2 separate regions of the Zea mays genome follow, and region 1 is linked to region 2. A link is a contact called in public Hi-C data. All regions are on one chromosome and are shown on one strand. The core of a region is the stretch at or near the end of the contact, and the rest is flanking DNA. Distances in the headings are between cores, read along the strand shown.

What was found. A called contact is a pair of places that touch in the nucleus more often than the background predicts.
Region 1: a Hi-C map of leaf shows a contact between it and region 2, with 4 times the contacts expected there. The contact joins the promoter of LOC103629229 here to the promoter of LOC100272853 in region 2. A contact is called at or near these places in 4 of 25 Hi-C or Micro-C datasets (bundle sheath, endosperm and leaf).

Annotation. Positions count from the first base shown.
Region 1 is chr6:42,840,776-42,846,186 of Zm-B73-REFERENCE-NAM-5.0, forward strand. It overlaps LOC103629229 (phragmoplastin interacting protein 1), which reads left to right and starts at 3,871. Exons shown (of 6, transcript XM_008650407.4): 1 at 3,871-4,331. The coding sequence starts at 3,946.
Region 2 is chr6:42,655,445-42,661,311 of Zm-B73-REFERENCE-NAM-5.0, forward strand. It overlaps LOC100272853, which reads right to left and starts at 1,820. Exons shown (of 2, transcript NM_001353547.1): 1 at 1,523-1,820; 2 at 342-1,278. The coding sequence starts at 1,000. The coding sequence ends at 563.

The DNA of each region.
Region 1 (5,411 bases), core at 2,621-5,120, 190 kb after region 2:
AAGATTTTAGTTCAACAATCTTAGCATGTAATATGTCATTCTCACTTCTAAGATTGGATATGGTAATATTGCAATCATCTAAATCCTTAGCCTTAGCAATCAAGTTTTCATTTTCATTTTTAAGGCTAGTAAGAGAAACATTCAATTCTTCAATCTTAGCAAGTAAATTAACATTATCATCTCTAAGATTGGGAATTGAAACATCATTAACATTAGAATCAACCTTAGCAATTAATTTAGCATTTTCATTTCTAAGGTTGGCAATTATATCATTACAAGTGCTTAGCTCACTAGATAATTTTTCACATTTTTCTACTTCTAGAGCATAAGCATTTTTAACTTTAACATGCTTCTTGTTTTCCTTAATTAGGAAGTCCTCTTGGGAATCCAAGAGTTCATCCTTCTCATGAATAGCACTAATTAATTCATTTAATTTCTCCTTTTGTTGCATGTTTAGGTTGGCAAAAAGGGTTCGTAAATTATCCTCCTCATCACTACAATTATCCTCATCACTAGAGGTTGCATATTTAGTGGAGGATTTTGATTTTACCTTCTTCCTTTTGCCGTCCTTTGCCATGAGGCACTTGTGGCCGATGTTGGGGAAGAGAAGGCCCTTGGTGACGGCGATGTTGGCGGCGTCCTCGTCGGAGGAGGAGTCGGTGGAGCTCTCGTCGGAGTCCCACTCGCGACACACATGGGCATCGCCGCCCTTCTTCTTATGGTACCTCCTCTTTTCTCTCCTCTTGCCCTTCTTGTCGTCGCCCTTGTCACTGTCACTAGATAGTGGACATTTTGCAATAAAATGACCGGGCTTACCACACTTGTAGCAAACTTTGTTAGAGCGGGGCTTGTAATCTTTCCCCCTCCTTTGCTTGAGGATTTGGCGGAAGCTCTTGATGATGAGCGCCATCTCCTCATTGTCGAGTTTAGAGGCGTCGATGGGTTGTCTACTTGATGTAGACTCCTCCTTCTTCTCCTCCGTCTCCTTGAATGCGACCGGTTGTGCTTCGGGCGTGGAGGGGCCGTCTAGCTCGATGATTTTCTTTGAACCTTTGATCATCAACTCAAAGCTCACAAAATTTCCTATTACCTCCTCGGGAGACATTAGTGTATATCTAGGATTACCTCGAATTAATTGAACTTGCGTAGGATTAAGAAAAACGAGGGATCTTAGAATAACCTTGACAATCTCATGGTCATCCCATTTGGTGCTCCCGAGGTTGCGCACTTGGTTCACCAAGGTATTCAAGCGGTTGTACATGGCTTGAGGGCCCTCGCCTTGGTTGAGTCGGAACCGACCGAGCTCCCCCTCGATCGTCTCCCGCTTGGTGATTTTGGTCACCTCATCTCCTTCGTGCGCGGTCTTGAGTACGTCCCAAATCTCCTTGACGCTCTTTAACCCTTGCACCTTGTTATACTCCTCTCGACTTAGAGAGGCGAGGAGTATAGTGGTGGCTTGAGAGTTAAAGTGCCGGATTTGGGCGACCTCGTCCGAATCATAGTCTTCATCCCCCGGTGATGGTACCTGTACTCCAATCTCAACAACATCCCAAATGCTAGTGTGGAGTGAGGTTAGATGATGCCTCATTTTATCACTCCACATATTATAATGTTCACCATCAAACATAGGTGGTTTGCCTAATGGGACAGAAAGTAATGGAGTACGTTTGTAAATGCGTGGATAGCGTAGGGGAATCTTACTAAACTTCTTTCGCTCATGGCGCTTAGAAGTTACGGACGATGTGTCGGAGCTGGAGGTGGATGGCGACGAAGAGTCGGTCTCGTAGTAGACCACCTTCCTCATCTTCTTCTTCTTGTCACCGCTCCGCCACGACTTGTTGTGTGAAGGGGATCCCTTCACTTTGTTGGCGGACTCCCTAGATGGAGCCTTCCCATGGCTTGTGGCGGGCTTCTCGCCGGTCCCGGTCTCCCTCTTGGCGGATGCTCCCGACATTACTTCGAGCGGTTAGGCTCTAATGAAGCACCGGGATTTGATACCAATTGAAAGTCGCCTAGAGGGGGGTGAATAGGGCGAATCTGAAATTTATAAACTTAAGCACAACTACAAGCCGGGTTAGCGTTAGAAATATAAATGAGTCAGAGAGAGAGAGAGCGCAAAACAAATCGTGAGCAAATAAAGAGCGAGACACGATGATTTGTTTTACCGAGGTTCGGTTCTTGCAAACCTACTCCCCGTTGAGGTGGTCACGAAGTCCGAGTCTCTTTCAACCCTTTCCCTCTCTCAAATGGTCACTTAGACCGAGTGAGCTTCTCTTCTCAATCAAACGGAACACGAAGTTCCCGCAAGGACCACCACACAATTGGTGTCTCTTGCCTTGGTTACAATTGAGTTGGTCACAAGAAGAATGAGAAAGAAAAGAAGAAATCCAAGCGCAAGAGCTCAAATGAACACAAATATCACTCTCTCACTAGTCACTATTGATTGGAGTTGTCTTTGGACTTGAGAGAGAATTTGATCTCTTTGGAGTGTCTAGAATTGAATGCTATAGCTCTTGTAATGTGTTGAAGGTGGAAAACTTGGATGCCATTGAATGTGGGGTGGTTGGGGTATTTATAGCCCCAACCACCAAAAATGGCCGTTGGAAGGCTGCTGTCGCATGGCGCACCGGACAGTCCGGTGCGCCAGCCACGTCAGCAGACCGTTGGGGTTCGACCGTTGGAGCTCTGACTTGGGGGCCCTGAGCTGTCCGGTGGTGCACCGGACAGGTCCTGTAGACTGTCCGGTGCGCCAACTGCGCGTGCTCTGTCCTCTGCGTGTGCAGGCACGCATTTAATGCGTTGCAGTCGACCGTTGCGCGCGAAGTAGCCGTTGCTCCGCTGGCACACCGGACAGTCCGGTGAATTATAGCGGAGCGGCCTCCCATTTTCCCGAAGGTAGCGAGTTCAGCGTCGAGTGCCCTGGTGCACCGGACACTGTCCGGTGCGCCAGACCAGGGTGCCTTTTGGGATGTCTTTTGCTCTCTTTGTTTGAACCCTTTCTTGGTCTTTTTATTGGCTTATTGTGAACCTTTGGCACCTGTAAAACTTATAGACTAGAGCAAACTAGTTAGTCCAATTATTTGTGTTGGGCAATTCAACCACCAAAAATCAATTAGGAAAAAGGTGTAAGTCTAATTCCCTTTCAGTATTCCAAGAGACAGGTCAACACGAACCTCAAAGCGCCCCGAGCCAGCCCTGAAGGGAACGCCTGGAACGGTCGCACGCGCGCGGCCAGGCTTGACTAAGCGGCTGTTTACTCAAGCACGCAAATCGAGACGTTGGTTTTGTTGGTTTTTTTGTTATATTTTGTAATTAAAAGATTTAATTACCGAGCCGATTTCATATCTGTGTTTCTAATATTTTTACGAACAAAACTAGACCGCACATGCTATGTATATTTTAAATAAAAAATTTACATGGTTAAGATTAGTATATAATTAGTGTTTATTAACATGTAGTTAGTGTCTATTAAATGATTTTAACATATAATTACTGTCTATTAATACAATTTTCATTTATTTAATAACTTTTTAAACGCATACAACAAATATTCATATAGACAACCAATCAACATCTGTCATGAACTAGACTGATCACATGCAGACAACTAAACAAAAGAAGGTGCATGTATTCAGCCAGACTAGTTAGAGGTAGGCTCACTAGATACGAGCCAGGCTTAGCCATGCATGCAACCAAACAGACCACATTGTGAGTTTCGGCTTAGGCTTTTGGTAGTAAGAGTGGCATGGGCCTTCAGTATGGCCACATTGTAGATTATGTACTGTGTTTCGGTGTCACATGAGTGGACGAGTGAGAGATCAGTTCCAGTTGGGCCTTTATAAAGCCCAACAGGCCCATTAAAACCCTTTCGCTTCGGCCATCTCCTCCTCCCGTTTCTTCTCCCACGAAAACCTGGCAGCCGCCGCCGAACTCGAAGCAGCAGCCATGGTGCTCGCGCGCAAAAAGTTGAAGCTGAAGCTCCACACGCTCCTCCCAGCCGGCAAAGCCGCGGAGGAGGAGCATGGAGAGGATGTGGAGGCCGTAAAGGAGAGGCTCGCATCCTCCAAGCGGCTGCGCCCCAAGCGGGAGCGGAGGCCCAAGAAGAAGCTGTCGCTCCCCGAGGTGGTGCGGCAGACGGAGGAGGAGATAAGGGAGGAGGTGGAGCGGAGGAGGGAGGAGAGGAGGAAGGAGAAGAAGGAGAAAAGGAGGATCAGGAGGTTGATGGAGGCCGAGGCCGCGGAGCCGGAAACGCAGCAGGTGGAGGGGGAGATAGGGGAGGCCGATTCTGCTGCCGGGTCTGAGTCTGACCAGCCGGTCGAGGCAAAGGATAGGTGAGTTAGGGCTTGGAAAGTTGGTTCCTCTGCCCAAAAGGATTGCTGAATTCGTGAAATATTCATCGCAATAGCATGAAGGCATGGTGTGAGCTCTGAACAACAGTGGCATAATAATAGTCAGATATATAATCGACAAATGCAGGGTTTAGTAGTAGAGCTTTTTGCTATTATAGTATTCCTTTTATCAGGCTGCTCTCTTTTAGTACTTACAATTTTATCTTCTCTATAATAGTACTTACAAGTGAACCTATCCTTTAAAATAGTATTCTAACCCATTTTAATTGTTTTCATTTTATTTTCTTATTTCTCACCACCTAAATTAGCCGTACTGCTATATCAGTTCTAGCAGGAATTCATACTGCCAATGCTAATATCTGTGTCTAGTTTGCTTAGATGCTATTGACTGGCTGAGGGATGAGGGTCACCAGCAACCGTTTGAACATGTTCTTGTCAAGATAGATAGTAGTAGTTTTGTATATTATTTTTATTTGGCATGAAGATGGAAGACGAATGATAGACAAAGGAATTACTTGGAGTTGTTCAGCCGTGGATGATAGCTACTGTGATATATAACCTAACCGGTCAGTACGTCAGTAATAAATATGATCACACTTGTCGATGCATCTGAGAATTACACCTGCGATATCTAGTCTGTTGTATGTATGTATGCATTCTTGTGATGAATAGAGATGTGGAGGGAGAGAGGAAAAGTAGGGAGTACGGTGCTGAGAAATAAGAAAAGAAAATAGAAATGATTAAAAAGAGGTCGAAGTACTATTTTAAAGAATAGGGTTACCTATGAATACTGTTATGGAGAAGGTAAAATTATAAGTACTAAAAAGAAGAAGCCTAATGAAATGAGTATTATAATAGCAAAAGCTCCTTAGTAGAAGGCTTTGGTCATAATGTAGTGCTGTGCTGCTTGATCATAATATACGAAAAGCTGTGCAACCATCTTACTGTTCTGTGATCTAATTGTATTTTTTATGGCGGATCCATTACATTAATATTGTTAGAAGAAAAGAATTCACCATTTTTTGTCTGTCAGTTCTTGTAGCATTAGGGTACCGTTTGGTT
Region 2 (5,867 bases), core at 570-3,069:
TTCCTCTTCCACCTCCTGCAGCACTTCTTGTTGTGGGCCCTCTCTTCTTCTCTCATCTCTCTCCAAGCATCCTACGTCTATTTCTCTCTCTTTAATCACAGAAGAAGATGCTGGTCGCCTGGGAGCTAGCTAGCTAGGGTTCCTTCCCACTATTAGGTAGATTCCCATGCAGGCCATGCACGCATGGAGTACGCATCATGCTTGCTGCACTGCATCTCTTTCTTGGAAAGTTGGAATATGGAATTGGTATGGATTTCAAGTAGTAATAGCTAATAAGGCGTACGTGTAGATGCTACAGAATATATAAGTATCGGTCGATCATCTATCGATATATGGATTCGGAGAGAAGCGTAAATTATTATATATATTCTGTTAATTTATCACACTACTCGATCTGAACCACCATTAATACACACTACTCTCTCATCTCATCTCATCTCATCTCACCACCATGATCTCAGCTCGTTCCTCGCCTCGCCTGGATAATATATATGAGCTAGCAAATTCACAGAGCGCGTATGTACGTGTGTCCTCGCCAAACGATATGAGTCGCGGGCCGGGATCAGGAGGAGGAGTCGAGCATCTTCTTGTAGTACTCTTGGTCGTCGATCCTCCACAGCGAAAAATCGGAGCCGCAGTACTCCCACGGCGGCGAGGCCGGCGGCGGCGGCGAGGCGGCTGAGGCTGCGGCGGCGCCGTAGTAATAACAGTGACCACCAACAGCAGCTCCGCCCCAGCAGGCGTCCACGACAAGGTAGCTCATCGCCGCCGCATCGGCTGCCGCGATCTCGTTCCACAGCTGGTCCATGGGGAAGTCGTAGCACTCCTGCGGCTGCGGCTGGGGTTCCTCATCGTGCTTGGTCGCCGGCGCCGCGGTGGGCGTGGACGCCTCCTCGGTCTCGTCGCCGCTGCGCCGCGCTTCGTCCCGCCGTAGCGAAGACGACGACGACGACGACGATACGGGCGGGCGGCGGCACTCGGACGACGACGACACCGTCATCACCGAGGACGCCGACTCCGCCGCCGTCGACGTTGCTGCTGCGGCAGCCCTCCTCTCCTCGAGCGCCTTCTTCCTGGTCCGCGTCCTCCAGAAGTTCTTGATCTCGTTGTCGGTGCGCCCGGGCAGGCTCCTGGCGATGCGCGACCACCGGCTGCCCCACTGCGCGTGGAGCTCCACGATGCGGCGCTCCTCATCGGCCGTGATGCGGCCGCGCCGGAGCCCCGGGTGGAGGTAGTTCACCCACCGGAGGCGGCAGCTCTTGCCGGTGCGCCTCAGACCTGCACGCACGTCGCCGTCCGTATCCACAAGAGCCGCACGCAGATACGCGACAAAGATGAGGAGGAAGAAGAAGAAGCAAACGGTTAAGAACACTGCTAGCTGCTCGATCGAGGCCGACCGACCCTCCTCGTGCATGCGGAGTTGCATGGAGGCGGATCGGTCGACGCACCCGCCACCGCGCAAACCTGACACCTTTGCTAAGAAATCCCATCGGCGTTCGCCGAACAGGCGCACGAACCGTACCAGCTGCTCGTCCTCCTCGTCCGTCCACGGGCCCTTCCTCATGGCCGCGCCGCCCGTGCTGATGATGATCTGCTCGCCACCGTACTCTCCATCGCCATCGCTGTCCTTCTTGTTGTTCCTGCGGCTAATACATAGCAAGGACGACATGGTCGATCGATCGATCGATCGGTCGCTAGACCGTACCAGGCAGCTAGAAAGCAAGGACCAAGCTTAGCTTGTTGGATCGATCGATCGAGAGGGGAGAGAGGAGGAAGAAGAAACAACAGGCAGTGCTCTGTAGCTTATTGCTAGCTAGTTTGATTCCTTGAGCTCAGCTGGCCTCCCCTTTATACGAGGTCCACTTGCTGGGCTAGGGAGCGAGAGAGAGATAGAGCTAGTCAGCTAGCTTAGCTACAGAGCATAGTATAATGCATGGTGGACATGGCTAAGCGATAGAGCATCGTGGTGCGTGGTGACGCTCCTCAGTGCCGCCCGCACCATAGAGGCCATATATATCAGATCTAATTATTATCATTATCGTATTTACCTAGCATTCTAACTAACGTAATTATATATATGTCCATCCAGTCATAAAGTCAGAGTTTCGTGTCCTTATAGTGGTTCACTAGTACATATACAATATTAGTACTCTAAATCTATTTTTACTAGCCTTTAACGTTTCTGACTTTTGTCGATATGAATGAATGACCCAAGAAAATCGCAAGCTTCAAAGGCGTCCATTCTAGACAAACCATCACTATAAATATTTACGCCATCGATTTCTTTTTCTTGACAAAACACTACTATAAACGATTTTTAGAATTTTAAGCCCCAAATGAATCCAAATTAAAAAGTTTCGTCCACTGTCGGTGTTTGGTGCTGATTGTACACCATGGGATGTATCACGGGGTGCTTTTTATGGTTGGCGAGGTCAACGGTAGCTCAATGGTTCGTGCAGAACGCAACGTGACACAAGAATTATACAGGTTCACGTCGTTAGAAGGCGTAAAGCCCTACGTCCTGTGTGTTGTGGAGATTGTTTTGCTTTGGTCTCGAGGTTACAATGATGCACTACTAGCTCGAGGTGCCGGAGTGGGATGACTAAAAGATGGGATCTACTAGGTATGATCAGATGATGCGTAGGGGTCCCCAACCCGCCTTATATATGCTGATGGATTCGGGGTTACAAGTTAGTTTTTTTCCTCCTTATCATGTCCCCTGTGATCTCGAGTCTATTCCCGAGTCAACAGTGAGTCTTCGCGCTTTTCTTAACGGAAAGAATCCGCCTCCCTTCCTTGATCTCCAAGCTTTTGCACCATCTTTAGGCATCAGTTGGCCGATTGGCCCATAAAATCAGCCGCCCGACCTACTTAGGCCCTCCAACAACCCATGCACCGGATCTGCGTCATGGGGACACGGATATCTACCCCCCTCAAACCCTTGAGAGTTAAGTCGATTTTGAGAACAATTGGCTCGAGACTCCAAAGAAAACCTTGACTCATGTGTGAAGACCTTCATTAACAACTTATTTTGTTGACTTTGAGTTAAAATCAACTCGAAGGTGTCACACCCGGCTTTAAGGAACAAAGTCAGGTGCATCTCATATATGCGCCAAGAAGACAACATATATAATAACAGAGTGTATAGAGATAAATGTCACAATAATCAGAGTATTTATTACATAGCGAAAGTCTTATTACAAAATCAAATATAAAACGAACTAAGGATCGTCATTGGCGCCAATGTCAACTGAGAAACGCCACCTAGATCAGATCAAACTCCTCGCCTTGTGGCTCCTCCTGAACCACCTGTTCTTCTCCTGTGGGGGTGGGGGTGTGAGACAGCAAGGGTGAGCTCACACATGATCATAGCTCAACAAGTTGTGGGGAACCAGTGGACATGAACTCACAAAGGTGAGAGTTAATGTGATGTGTAAGGCTAATCAATGACATGGGTTAAAGCTGAGCATTGCTTTTAATTAGTTGGTCAAAATTTTATTAGCAATTACTAAATGTAAGTAAATACCAAACCTTAATAAAAATAATAGAACAAAATTAATAATAATCCCATGCATATACAAATGACAAAATTGAATTTTAGTTCCATAAATTAATCATCAGAGAGTCCTGAGCTGCTCATGACCGTGAGCTCGGCTAGTATACCCGTTTTACACTCTGCAGAGGTTGTACCCTTTACCCACAAGTCATGTTACCCATCTGCCAAGGGGTCGCGACTCCCATACACCTCTACCTAGGAGGCGAGACAGGGCAACACTACGAGGCCTTTACAAAGTTGCACTAGCTTTCGAAAACCCGCTACAGTTTATGGGAAGAGCACTTGCAAGAATCCCCCGTCTGACCGCCATCGCAGCTAAATCAACCCGAGAACCTCCTTGCATGCAACTCCCCTACTGCCCTTGCCCCTTTCGGGTAAGGTAGTCTTCCACTAGCTTTCCTAATTAGTCAGCCAAGGGCATCCCATTAATCCCTTATGGTGGCACGTGTTACTCAAGTTAAGCTCTATGTTCCAATTAACATTAATGATCTTGACATGAACATAAATAGAATAACAAAAGAATTGGAACATAGATATAATAAATGATTATCCCAAAACCATGTAAAGCAATAGCAAAACTACCCAAGTGATTCAGGGGTAAACAAGGTATTGAGATAAACAATCTAGGGTGACCTATCGGGCCCCATCAAAATTAACCTATGCATGAATAAATGGTATTAAAGAACATTATTGGGTAAAAAGTGGTCAAGGGCACAACTTGCCTTCAATGAGCTCCTGCTCAGCTACTTCTATCTGCTGCTCACCAGGATCCTCAGTCACGGGCTCTTCTACTCGCCACAATACAAACAAGCACATTATATATAGAGAAAATTAACATCACACCAAACATATAAACAAAATACACAGTAATAATCTACACATTAAAATAAAGTCCTAGAAACAGGAATCATACTCTTTGGAGTTATAGATTTTAAGATATGAATTTACAAAGGTTTTATGTGCTTGAAATGTGATTCTGTGAGAAATAAATTTTACTACTGTTTTCATGACAAAACAGAGACTCTAAGTGATAGAAAATAATGTTACTAAAATTTAGAAAGTGGAATGAATTAATTTGGAGTTCATATGCATTTTCTATGAATTATACAAGTTATAGTAATTATTTTTGCATTAAAAATCTATTTCTAATTACTTTTCTCTGATTTTCCAACTTTCCGGACTAGGCCTCAATAACTGTGAAGCGCAGGGGTCTCGGGGTAAATAATATTAAGGCTCATTCTACTCTGTGGTAGGACTGCGGGTTGGTTTATAGAAAATCCGAGGACTCTTTAGCAAAACAACCAGTCGAACGGGTATCGGCCAAGGTGGGCCATTGGATTACGCACAAACGGCGCGGATTAGACCGAGTCACCAGCGAAGCTGTACGCGGCACAGACCGTCCAATCCGCGACCTATGGCGCAGATTTAATTATTATGGAGTCGCTCTGCTCCACCCGATCCACAATCAAGCACCACGATCTAATCTAGCGGGAAGGGTATGTGGATCCTAATCTGGACCGTTCACTCCTAAATCAATGACGCAACCCTTTGCCTACCCCGACGGCGTGGACGAACAGGGCGATACGGCGGCGCAAGTTCTTCCCCGCGGCGGAGCGCCACCGTCGCAACACGAATCCCCCCTCTGGTGTTCCAAAACCCGATCCAACTACTACTACACGATGCGGGGAAAGAAACGAGTCATTGAGAGAGGGTAGTACCGACTAGACTGGCTCGGAGTTCTCTGCTCGCGGCGATGGTGATGCAGCGGCGCAGGAGTTGACGATGGCGAGAAATCCCCGCTGCCCCGGTTGCCGATCCCGCACGGAGATGCCCCAAACCCTTTCGGCAAGCCCAAGGGAAGCTCCACGATAAAACCCGGCGCCAGGGTGCACGAATTCGGGGTCACGGCCGCGGCGCGTCGACGACGATTTCTAGCGGCGGTGAACTGGATGCGGAGGCGCTAGTCTACGGTTGCGGAGTTCAAAGCAGACGCGCTAGGTTCGTGCGGTTTTAGGATTTAGGGTTCACGGGCAAGCACGACATTTAACGTCCCGATCCCACGGACTCGGAGCCACGGCCAGCAGCTCCAGAAGAAGGGGGAGGAGACCGCCCGCCATGCACGGGATTCAGTTGAGGAAGAAGCTGACGACGCCGGCCCACAGGCCAGTGGGCGAGAAAACAGAAAGGCGGAACAACGTCGGAGTTGCAGAGGGCGGCTAGCAAAGGTGGTCTGCCAGACAGTGTATCCCGCTCTCATGTACCGCGCGCGCGCGACTGATTCGCCGGGCCCACGCGCCAATGCGAGAACGCG